Linked DNA regions of Mus musculus: all the other regions are linked to region 4. The links are chromatin contacts, called in public Hi-C and HiChIP or PLAC-seq maps. All regions are on one chromosome and are shown on one strand. The core of a region is the stretch at or near the end of the contact, and the rest is flanking DNA. Distances in the headings are between cores, read along the strand shown.

Region 1 (2,700 bases), core at 102-2,601, 260 kb before region 4:
GGGAGCATCAGGATTTGGGGTTTCTACACTGTGTGACACAATAACAGAAGTGGCAATCATATCTGCTCTTCTAGAGTAAGCAGAGTTCTGACCTGTGTGCAAAAACTCAGAATTTTTTAAATGCCAAGCTCCTGAAATTCAATAAAATATTTTATTAATCTAAAAGAAGTATACTGTTTTAAAATGTTGTCCACGATAGTCTCCTACATGTGTACAATTATCTTGATCATATTCACTTCATAGTTTCTGCCTTCCAGAACACGCCCCCATCACCTTCCAACTTGATGTTTGTTCCTGTTTTCAGCTACACATAGAGTTAATTAGTTCTACCTTAGTGTTGCCTGTTTATGAAGGCATGGTTTTGGGGCCTCAGTTGGAAGAAGGTTACCTTACCAGGTACCACACCCCTAAAGAGAATCGGCTCACCCTCTCCTAACAACCACCAACTAATTGTTGTAGCTCCTAGTCCAGGAGTTGGAACTCCTGTGCTCAGCCTCCATGCATGCTGGAATGTAGACTTGTTTAACTGTGTGCAGTCAACCACACAATTACGAAAGGTGATTTCTGCACAAATGTCCAAATAGAGTTATACCAGTACTCTGGAGGCAGAGGCAGGTGGATCTCATACTATGAGGCCAGCTAGGTCTACATAGTGAGTTCAAGGACACCCAAGGCAACACAGAGAGACCCTGTCTCAAAAAATTCAAAGTGGATGAGAGGTGGGGTGGGGTAGGGAAGCAGGGGGTGTTAAATCATCGAGTAATTATTTTGCTTCATTCATGTGTGGGCTTGTGTTGGGTATTGCAAGAAATAATGGAGTCTGGTTAATTTTATATGTAAACAAAAAGCAAGAAACAACAGAAAGCAAGAAAGGTATTGTGAGATTTGCCTCTATGCCTATAGACATCCAGGAAGTAAACACCACAGGTTTGGACCCTGAATGATGGGGAGCAGAGAGTATGAACGATGAAGGATAAGGGACTGCGTGACCTCAAGGCGCAAAGACAGCCAAGAAAGCTGAGGGCGACTGCTGAGGGACAACTGGATGGCTGGGCCAGGGAGCCAAATGAACAGAAAGTCTGGGTCTCCTAACTGCCATAGAATTTGCAGTATGGAGTACTGAGTGGAATGAACATGCAGTGATGGGAATTAGCCACTAGATGGCAGCATTTGCTAGTGTAACTAATGCTCTGAAGCATCCTTAAGCGTCTGGGACCTATTGAAATCCTGTTGCAATTCATGGAAGGTCCGATGAAGTGAGAAGCGAAAAATCTCAATGAGTCAGTTCAGCCACAAGATAACCACAATAGCCGACTGTAGCCAATATTTACGTACTGTTTACTAGTGGATTTGCTCACGGATCTGCTGCAGGGTCTCAGAGGTCTAACTGCCTCCCTGACTCATACAGGCCGCCGCACCCAACTGTTGCTTCACAAATCTAAAGGAGACACACCTATGCCCTAATGTCCCTCTGGGGGCATTAGAAAAACGAGAATCTTAGACAAATTTAGACTCCCACCTCGCCCTAGTTCAGTTGTTGAATTTTCTATTTTGCCTTTTTTGATAGCTGCATAAAGTGACTTTTGGCACCATGGCCTGACTCAGGCCTCTGGTCTATTCACTTCAAACACATAGGTATTGTAAAGATTAAGTCAGAATGGGCCCCATTGCACACTGAAACACAGTGGGAGAACACCTGGTATTTTCTTCATACTTCTGTGTGTGTGTTTCAATTCATTATTACTTGTTTGAGACAAGCATTTTCTTTAGCTAGTTATCCCTTTGAAAATGTAAATAGATAGTCTGGTGCAGCAGTCTGCAATAATGGGAAGGTGTAGATGCTCACACACACCCCTCTGGTTGCCATGGGTGCTAGGACTTGAACTGCCTTGAACCACCACACCTCAAACTTCAGACATCCCGCCACTAACTCCACTGCTTCTGTGACATCTGCTATTTGATTGCACTTTTCTTGCTTAGCTTTTGAAGTTATTTGTTTTCTAAATAGACCTCAATTTTAAAGCAAACGTTTATCATTTATGCATTGGGAAAAGTAGCATCACAACAAAGGTCAGGTGAGAGTAGACATAAACACTGAACGACATCATAGCATTAAGCGTTGTGATCCATAAATAATATATGGATAGTATGTTAAAGCATTCCCAAAGATCTATAGGAAGCCTTAGAGTCTTAGATAATGTAAGTCATTTAAAAATATAGAAGGAGGTCAGTGGCTTTAATAATAATAAATCATAAATATTCTTAGAATTATAAGTAAGCGTGAAAAGAAGTCATGGCTTTATTATTCCTTGACAGTTGACTCAGCTTTTTTCATGACTCTCCTAGCAGTTGAGGTTGTTCCTACAAAGTGGCTCTTCAGACAACTCCATCGCTGGTAAATGATGCAAATAAGCTTCTGGGTGTCCTTTTACGTTGTCTGTTTCTTTCCAGCCGGGCAGCATCACCTGTGGGAGAGGGCCACTGCTCCTGTGATCTCCAAGTGATGCATGTCCCCACCTGTGTGAAGAGGAAAGCCATGAGTTAGGATAGTGTCCCTCTGCTCTTCCTGACTGTGGTGGCTGAACTTGCTTTCAACTTGACTGGATCTGGAAAGACAAGCCAGTGAACAGTCCAGTGAGGGATTCAGACTCTGTGAGGTGGGCACCCGGATCATTTCAGTGACAGCTCAGCTAAAGTGCA
Region 2 (2,700 bases), core at 195-2,694, 470 kb after region 4:
AGAGGCTCAGCGTGAAGGGCTATGGATCTACATGGGGTAGTCCACAGGAACCTTTACCTCTAGCTCAGTGACTGTAAGGGTGGTGGTAGTCAACACCTCTGGCCTCAGTATGTAGCTGCACTCTCATGTACATACACAGACATCTTGTTAAGAATTATAAAAATAGACAATAAAAAGTATAAAGCCCAACACTCATTAGCTATGCCCACTGCCTATGATTACATTTGAATCATTAACTGAATCCCTAATTAGCCCTGGACCATCCCCACCCATTTACCTTTCCTTTAATCAACTCACCCAGTGTTCTGTAGTAACTTGAGAGACCACCAATTTTGGGGATAATATTTAGAAAAAAATTCATAATTGTCCAAACTCAGAGTGCCATCTTATGCCAATCTGTCAGCATACAGGACAAGACAGATGAGTAAGAAGAACTTACATACATATCTCATGGAGTACTCTCCAGAGAAGTCTTCCATGATTAGAGGACAGAGACACAGAGAAGGTGTCTAAGATTCAGAACCAGCTAAGTACCAGCACTTATCCATCAGCCTCTTTTATATCACTCTTTCAGTTCTGTTTAAGCAACGTTGTTTCCAATACAATTCTCTTTCACCTTAGCAATAAAGTGATGCAAAATATCCTAGTGCACTAATGTGAATCAACTAGGCTATTCAGGATCCAAACAGAGATTTGTAGATATTACCCATAAAATAATTGAGACTATATACTAAGTACATACTCGTTGATCAATATCCAAAGATGATGATGTCCCAAGAACCTATTGTCTAATATTCTGTTTTTGATATGTAAAGTACACAGTATACATTTTTGGAAGTGCAAATGTAGATAGTACAGTGTAAAGTCTTTTCTTGTAACGCCCACTGTGTGTGTGTGTGTTAGTGTGTGTATGTGTTTGTGTGTGTTAGTGTTAGTGTATGTGTGTGTGTTTCTATATTAAGTACATGCATGTCCTGGTGCATATGTGGAAGTCTGAGGACAACTTGCAAGACTCAGCTCTTTCCCTCTTTCATGTAAGTTCCACATAACCAAACTCAAGTCATCAGGCTTGGCACCAAACCCCTTTATCCACTGGGCAATCCTACCAATTCACACTGTGCATTTTTGTATTGTAGGAATCATTCAAGTTTCCATAACACAATTTCCCCCAGACAAAAAGAGGAGATCTCTACTCACAAGCCAATTCACACTGGGAACACAAGGGTGCCAAGAAACTTCACAATGAAAGCTTGTGTTTGGGGTGTGTGTGTGTGTGTGTGTGTGTGTGTGTGTGCACGCGCGCGCGCGCACGCAAAGCAATGCAAATCCTAATCTAAGAGCATCACCATCCACTGGAAAGATGCCAGCCCCTCTCTCCTGTACATCCTCTGTGTGGATTAGTCACCAAGCTCCCAGTAACCACAATATGACCACTATGTAAGGAGGCTTTCTCCCTGAAACAATGCAGTTCTGTCTGATTGTCTTTGGGAGGCATTTACAGCTCGAGGACATAGCTCTGTTTTATTGAAAGTACTCAGTACTGACTTCTTAGAACATGGCTAAGCTCAGTTGGGCAATCACAGATGTTCCAGGGGGAGGTTCACATTCTTGCTATGGGGCACCCATCAGGGACACACACTGAAAGGTGAGGAAGTCTAAGCACAGCTCACAAGGCTCAGTGCAGGTGTGTTGACCTATTACTCAGACCAAATGCCACTTTCTCAGGTCATTGGTGGGATCTTCTCCTTAAAGGTTATACTAGGTGCATAATGGACGGAGTCTCCACTCTGTGTCAATAACTAATGAGATGAAATTGTGTCTATTCATCAACCTGGGTAGAGCCCTGGAATGTAGTAGCACTGCCCCGGGGACCACACTCCTGTGTACAGAACAAAGTTGTTATTTCTAGAAGAATGTGTCTGTTTCCCTGAGCCCTAGGCTTTCCCTATCCCCACCTCCATATCTAAGGATAGCAACCAAGTGTTCTTAAAATAATAAAAGACTGGCTGTGAGTCCTACAAAAAAAAAAAAAAACCTCAGGATTACAGTTTGTTTCTACTTGACTGAACAAGTCTCGGGCCACAGTACAGGAAAATCCTCCAACCACTATGCCCTGGCATCCTTTAGAATAATTGTCTTCCCTAAAACTTTGCTTCTGGGAGCTAGTCTTATGTAAGGTAGTGAAATTCATGGGGATTCTAAGATCTGGAGTTGAGCAATCTTACCTTGTCCTCTTTAGTAACTATCAAATGCAGGAGTGAGGGGGCCTCACTTCTGTGAACATGATTTTTGTTTCCCAGACTTCTTTCATTTAGTAACTGGCCACTCTCTCTTCCCTTCCTTACAGTTGGCAGCAGTGCAAGTGTAGGGGGCAAACTTAAGGTAGGAATAAACTCTGTTAATATCCATGTTCTGGACTTCTAGGTTGATACTGGGGAAAATGACATTTTATGAACCTATTAGAAGCACAGAAAGGAGATAATAAACAAAATTTGGGGGAAAAAAACTAGATTCTGGTTATAGCTCTGCCATCTATAGTGAGTGGCATGATGGCTCTTACCTACCAGCCCAGCCTCTGAGGACCTTCCTGATGATATCAATAACAGTTACCTCAAGAGTGGTAAGTATTTACAACTTAGAAAGTGGGACAAAGTATTTTACCTCACAACAGAGCATGGACAAGGACTTTTAAAAAAAGTC
Region 3 (2,700 bases), core at 112-2,611, 490 kb after region 4:
GAGACTTCTTTACAGAGAAGTTTTCTGTTTGTCCTTGGACATGGAAGGATCTATCTATTCCTCACTTCTGTTTTATCATTCTCAGTGTTTCTCTCTCAGCCAAACCCCAGAGGATGCTTGATATTCCCTGGCAGTCTTTATTCCTCTGAAAATGCATTTTTAAAATCGCCTTTTTGGAGAATTCAAGTAAACTTGAATTATGGTCACAAAGTCTTAAGTAGATGGCTCTGAATTAACACAAGACTGCACTGCCTGCTAATGGCATCTTGGGGGCATTGAGTCTAACTCTTCTTGTATTGGCAATGCGCATTCTGTATTAGTAAAACCAGAAACATCTGAGAGGAAATGACTGTGCAACAAGGGTTCCCAGTGTGCGCCACGGATCTGACATAATAAGTTCTGGTCCCAACTTTGTCTGTTGAGCTAGAAAGCTTGTCAGAGGCCATCAGCTTGCTCTGGATTATTTAATGGCCACCCTCCCTGGTAAAGTTCATGCTGCCCTCTGTGGCACTGAGAGCCACCGACACCAAAGGATTTGGTTTCATGTACTTGAACTTGAGTGACACAAATATTTCAGTGGTGAATCAGTCCTGGAAAGAGAAGGAGAGTAGTTAGGGAGTGTTTATAGAAGACATTTCATCATTGCTAGTCAAACATGTCTCACTGTTGGTTCAGGAGGCTCTGGTATTTTCCTTCTTTGAAGGGGATGCTAAGAAAGCCAATAGCTTCCAGCCTGTAGTTCTGCTCCGAGAAAGAGCAATGGCCATTTGCACACAGGGAACCCCAGGACTAGTTGCTTTGGAATGTTGAAAATGTTGGGGAAATAATTGTATGTTTTTCCTCTGGGTGGGGGGACACAAAAGCTGTTGGGTGCAAGTAAAGTAGAACTAAAGCTGCTTCTAGAGTTGGAGCAGTGAAGGGAGCCGCTCCCTCTGCCTCATAGCCTGGAAAAAGTCAGTGTGAAGACTATCAGAACCTCAGTAATAATGGTCAGAAAACTTGGTTGAAAAACGAGAAGGTTGATTCTTTTGGCATGGGTCATCATAACTTGGACCATATCTCAAGCATTTGTGGACCCAGTGAAGCAATTCATGAAACCTCAACCCTCAGATGAAGATGGGATGGTACCAGTGCCCAACACTTAGGAAGTGTGCAGTCCTTCTGGAGGTGTGGCATTATGAATGACAAGGAGATTCAAGAAGACTGCCCTTAGGAAAAAACCTAGCCAAGCCACACCAGGAAGCACAAACCAAATTAAATATTTTAAGAAAATAAACAAAGCTACTGAGTCAAGCATACATAGCAAGAAAATGGGAAAAGATTGTTTGAGACCCAAGGTTTGAATATCATGAAGCCACATATGTGATGAGCCAGCCCAAAGGAATGAGAATCCTGCAGCTGTGTGTACCCTGAGGCTGTTCTCTCCAGAGCTCCCCCGGAAAGGAGACTTGTGATCCTGCTAGGGCAGCTAATTATACTCTGTTCTTTTCGCCAATGTGAGCATGGCTTGGCTGAGAGTCTCAATCCTGTCTATCGATTGAATTGTTCATATTGTGAACATTTTACTATAAGGCTTCCCAATTTGCTTGCAGGAACTTTAGAGACTGTCTGTTACAACAGAATTTTTTTATAATCAAAACTCAGCCACACAAATATTCCATCTTAAAATTTTCAGAAGTCTGGAAGTAAATAAGTTTATTTCAACACTTTGAATTTAGCAGGATTTAAACTTTATGAAAAAAGATATAAAGTGGGCCCATGTGAGGGTTAAGAATTGATTGTAATGAAGAGAGAAAGAGTCCACTGCACACCAACTGCTGGTAGGAAATAGAGCCTCGGTGGAACTGAGTTCCGATTCTGGTTATAGCTGCTTTAATCTACCCACAAGGTTTTGAACCAATTACCCTTGCCACAACAGAAGGTCCTTCACTAAGAATGATATACTGCCATAACTTTGGCACGTATGAGGGGTCAGTAAGACACATGTTTGCTGTACGAAATCTGTTCAACTTGGTTATAAAACTTTTGTCAAGAATATTACCATATCTGATTACAAATTACTATTGGAACCAAATATCAAAAACTGTGTGTTAAGAATAAGTATACTTTTACATTCCCTGGATGAAGCTCACAAGATTTTCTTCCTTTTTTTCTCTCCCTTTTAAAATTTATTTTTATATACTTTAGTTTTCCTTTATTTTCACAATTTCACCTATGGATACATTCATATGGATACATTCCATACTGACTACTCCCCCCTCCTACCTCCATGCCACCTCTGCCCCACCTACCTTCCCACATGTCTCACTCTTATATTTGTGTCTTTTTTTTTTTTTGACCCACCAAGATTTGTAAGAGCCATCTGTGTGAACACAGGCTTGAAGTTATTTGTCAGAACCTGGTGTGGTAGGCTCAGAAGACAGTACAAAACTACAAACATCTCCCTATTTTTTAATTTCTTTTCTTTTTATTTTATTTTTTTATATTCCAGTCATTTCTTCCCTCTTGGTTCACCCTACACCTTTCTTCAAAAGGCTGTCACCACCTCCTGTCCCTGCCAGACCTTCCCACCCCACGGGGCCTCAAGTCTCTCTAGGATTAGGAGCATCTTCTCCCACTGAGGTCAGACCAGGCAGTCCTCTGCTCTTTATGTGTCACAGCTTCCAAGCAGCTCTTGTATGCTGCCTGGTTGGTAGCTCA
Region 4 (2,700 bases), core at 124-2,623:
AACAACTGAGGGAAATATGGAAGAGAGTCTGAAGACCTCGAAGTCATACTCAGTAATGACTATGGTTTCATAGTGTCTTTCTTAGTTCACAGGAGAATAACAGTACATTTTGTGAGTAAACTGGACATTGATTATTTCATTTAGTTGTCATAGTAATGCTATAAAGCAGATATTATATTCTTATTTCATAAGTACTACAATTCTATGAAGTAGATATTGTATGCCTGTGTTATAAAGACCAAGCCTCATTTAATTTGGAGTAAATGCCTACCTGTGCCATAAATGTTAAGTATCAATGTAAGAACAGTTTCCAGCTCTGTCTGTCTGTCTGTCTGTCTCCAAGGTTTAAGCTTATTACCACATTCAGATTACTTTAAAACTTTATTGTAACTCATTTTAAAAAAATGGGTTTATATCACTTTCTTCTCTTTTCAATAAAACTATAGGAGACTTGTTCAGTGGATACTTTAAATATGCATAAAAGGATCTCAAATTACTATAAAGAATTTTTGACAGAACAGTCAACCTCCAGATATCCTTCTATTCCTAAGTCTGTGATCTCAAAGTAATTTTACTTCCCAGATAAGCATTCTAGCCAGAAGTGGCAAATGCATGAGCAATCTGCTATCATGATGAGCTTGGGGGTTCAGAGGGTCTCACAATTAGTGACAGATACGTGGCAGAATGACGTCATTTCCAACAGAGAATCCATTGAGCTCCTGCTTCATGGATTCTGTCTACCATTCCATGGATCCATCTCAGTGATGAGAGTTGAAAGGGAATTTTAAGTTATATTATCGATATGGCATTGCTTATGCAACTTATTTCTGTTTTCATCAAAGTAACTACTTGTGTGTTGTGTATTATTGGGAGTGAAGAAAGAGAGAAATACAACCAAGATTTTGGAACTCAGTAAAACCACATGGTGCAATCCAATGTTAGCATTAAATCCTGTAAAATGAGAATGATATTTATAGCTTTTTAGTAGTTATAATTACTGAGATATTATAACTCATAGGGTCAAAGTTTCATGAAGTCACTGTGAGTAACTTTGGTCATTTCCCTAACTACCATACTGGTGGAGTTCATGCCAATCTAATTGGAAATTATTACTATTGGAAGTCACTAAGTTTCAGGGAATGTTGACAGCCTGAGTTAAATACTATGCTCATTGTTTGCAGCTTGCTCTCACCACTGACAGTTTGAAGGGAGTACCCAGAAATACTTTAGTAGTGACACAGCCTGTAAGGACATTGGATTTAATTGAATAAGATGGAAGAAGAGGTAGTTACTTTCACTAGAAAGATAATTCTATTTCTGTTGCTTTCAGGAGAATGGATATGAGTAATACATTGTGTGGTTAGGCTATGGGCTACGAGAGCTTCCGAGAAGAAGATGAGGTTAAGCAAGTATCCTGAGTCACCCTAAACTGAGTAGACTCAGAGCTAGAAAGTTTCTTCCTGTCAGCTTTCCTACTTTAAAGGCATTAATGTTATTAAGGTTAGACATATGCAAGAGTATCAACTCGTGTGTTTTAAAAAGCCCTGTACTGAATGAGGTAGTTTTGTATACTACCAAATTCAATTTAGATTAACAGTATTTTTCCTACTTTTTTTCACTTGAAAAATGAAATATAATTGTACATCTCTATTAATATTTTTGTTTCAGGAAATACTGAAATAATAAATAAATTCTTTTTATTTTCTATTTTACCTTTCTTCTTCAAAATGCAGGTAACCCTGTTTAATGTGAAAAGTTTCTTAACTCATGAATTCTACATCTTATGCCACGAATTCTAGTATATTGTAGGCTAGATATCATAAAAATAATAACCTTTGGTTATATTTTAGCAAATAATTTGCTTTTGCTTATTTACATTAACATTGTTGGTTGAAAAGTATGATATATTATCATAAATGATCATTTGAGTTCATGAACCCAGTGATACTAGAATCTAGAAGGAAGGGAGGACAGTCTTAAGAGGAAGTAGGCTTAAGGCAAATCTTGTAAATTAATTCAATCTGGAATCTTGGACTCTGTTCCCTGAGTCTAAGTTGATTAGACACTGTAAAAATCAATTGGTCAAACATAATAATGGATGTGTACAAATTGGCCTCAATTTGACTATGTATTTCTTCTGTAACATTTCAGTCTCTTAAGTATTGCATTGTGTCTTAATAATACAGTTTGTTTCTTTCAGTAGTACTGAGGATCAACCTCAGGTTATTATGTGTTCTAGGCAAGGACTGTATCACTAAAATATATACTCATCCCTTTTACGATTTTAGTGAGGCTTTGTTGTTCTTACCCTATAGCCCAGGCAGTCTTCAATTTGTTACAAGCCAATGTCATTAGGCACAGCATATAATCCTACTGTTTAGAGTTTAAAGGGCTACAGACTGAGGAAAACTGAGAGAGAGAGAGAGAGAGAGAGAGAGAGAGAGAGAGAGAGAGAGAGAGAGAGAGAGAATATGAGCTAATGTCCAGAGCTGATATTTTGTAATCCTCAATTTAACTTTAGTCTTAGAATTCCAAGCTAATATAAACTATCCTTTGAGTGCTGCAACTTAGAAATAGGGAAAGATGCTGCACTGTGGTGGCACATGCCTTTAATCCCGGCACTCAGAAGGTGAGGTAGGTGAATCTCTGAATTCAAGGCCAGCCTGGTCTACAGGGCTACACAGAAAAATCCTATCTTGA

The links. HiChIP or PLAC-seq counts read pairs in DNA pulled down with a chosen protein or histone mark. A called contact is a pair of places that touch in the nucleus more often than the background predicts.
Region 1: a contact with region 4 is called in a Hi-C map of adipose-derived mesenchymal stem cells, with 2.4 times the contacts expected there. The contact joins two enhancer-like sites. A contact is called at or near these places in 1 of 15 datasets of contacts at CTCF or cohesin (the NIH/3T3 cell line), 2 of 484 Hi-C or Micro-C datasets (the C2C12 cell line and adipose-derived mesenchymal stem cells) and 1 of 115 datasets of contacts at active chromatin or transcription factors (fibro-adipogenic progenitors).
Region 2: a contact with region 4 is called in a CTCF HiChIP or PLAC-seq map of the NIH/3T3 cell line, with 10 read pairs. The contact joins two enhancer-like sites. A contact is called at or near these places in 3 of 39 promoter capture datasets (cranial neural crest, embryonic stem cells and stem cell-derived epiblast-like cells) and 1 of 15 datasets of contacts at CTCF or cohesin (the NIH/3T3 cell line).
Region 3: a CTCF HiChIP or PLAC-seq map of the NIH/3T3 cell line shows a contact between it and region 4, with 5 read pairs. The contact joins two enhancer-like sites. A contact is called at or near these places in 1 of 15 datasets of contacts at CTCF or cohesin (the NIH/3T3 cell line) and 2 of 484 Hi-C or Micro-C datasets (adipose-derived mesenchymal stem cells and muscle stem cells).

What each region holds. Positions count from the first base shown.
Region 1 is chr12:10,588,307-10,591,006 of GRCm38.p6, reverse strand. No RefSeq gene overlaps it. Among named protein-coding and RNA genes, the nearest start is that of Gm38407, 140 kb to the right of the region's middle. Within about 2 kb of position 1,351, at least 28 of the 459 cell types and tissues checked have an H3K27ac peak or open chromatin away from gene starts, as enhancers often do. A contact at or near this core is called in adipose-derived mesenchymal stem cells, where this site is marked.
Region 2 is chr12:9,855,050-9,857,749 of GRCm38.p6, reverse strand. No RefSeq gene overlaps it. Among named protein-coding and RNA genes, the nearest start is that of Gm22845, 9.0 kb to the left of the region's middle. Within about 2 kb of position 1,444, at least 38 of the 459 cell types and tissues checked have an H3K27ac peak or open chromatin away from gene starts, as enhancers often do. A contact at or near this core is called in the NIH/3T3 cell line, where this site is marked.
Region 3 is chr12:9,838,047-9,840,746 of GRCm38.p6, reverse strand. No RefSeq gene overlaps it. Among named protein-coding and RNA genes, the nearest start is that of Gm22845, 26 kb to the left of the region's middle. Within about 2 kb of position 1,361, at least 62 of the 459 cell types and tissues checked have an H3K27ac peak or open chromatin away from gene starts, as enhancers often do. A contact at or near this core is called in the NIH/3T3 cell line and muscle stem cells, where this site is marked.
Region 4 is chr12:10,328,249-10,330,948 of GRCm38.p6, reverse strand. No RefSeq gene overlaps it. Among named protein-coding and RNA genes, the nearest start is that of Nt5c1b, 40 kb to the left of the region's middle. Within about 2 kb of position 1,373, at least 32 of the 459 cell types and tissues checked have an H3K27ac peak or open chromatin away from gene starts, as enhancers often do. A contact at or near this core is called in the NIH/3T3 cell line, adipose-derived mesenchymal stem cells and muscle stem cells, where this site is marked.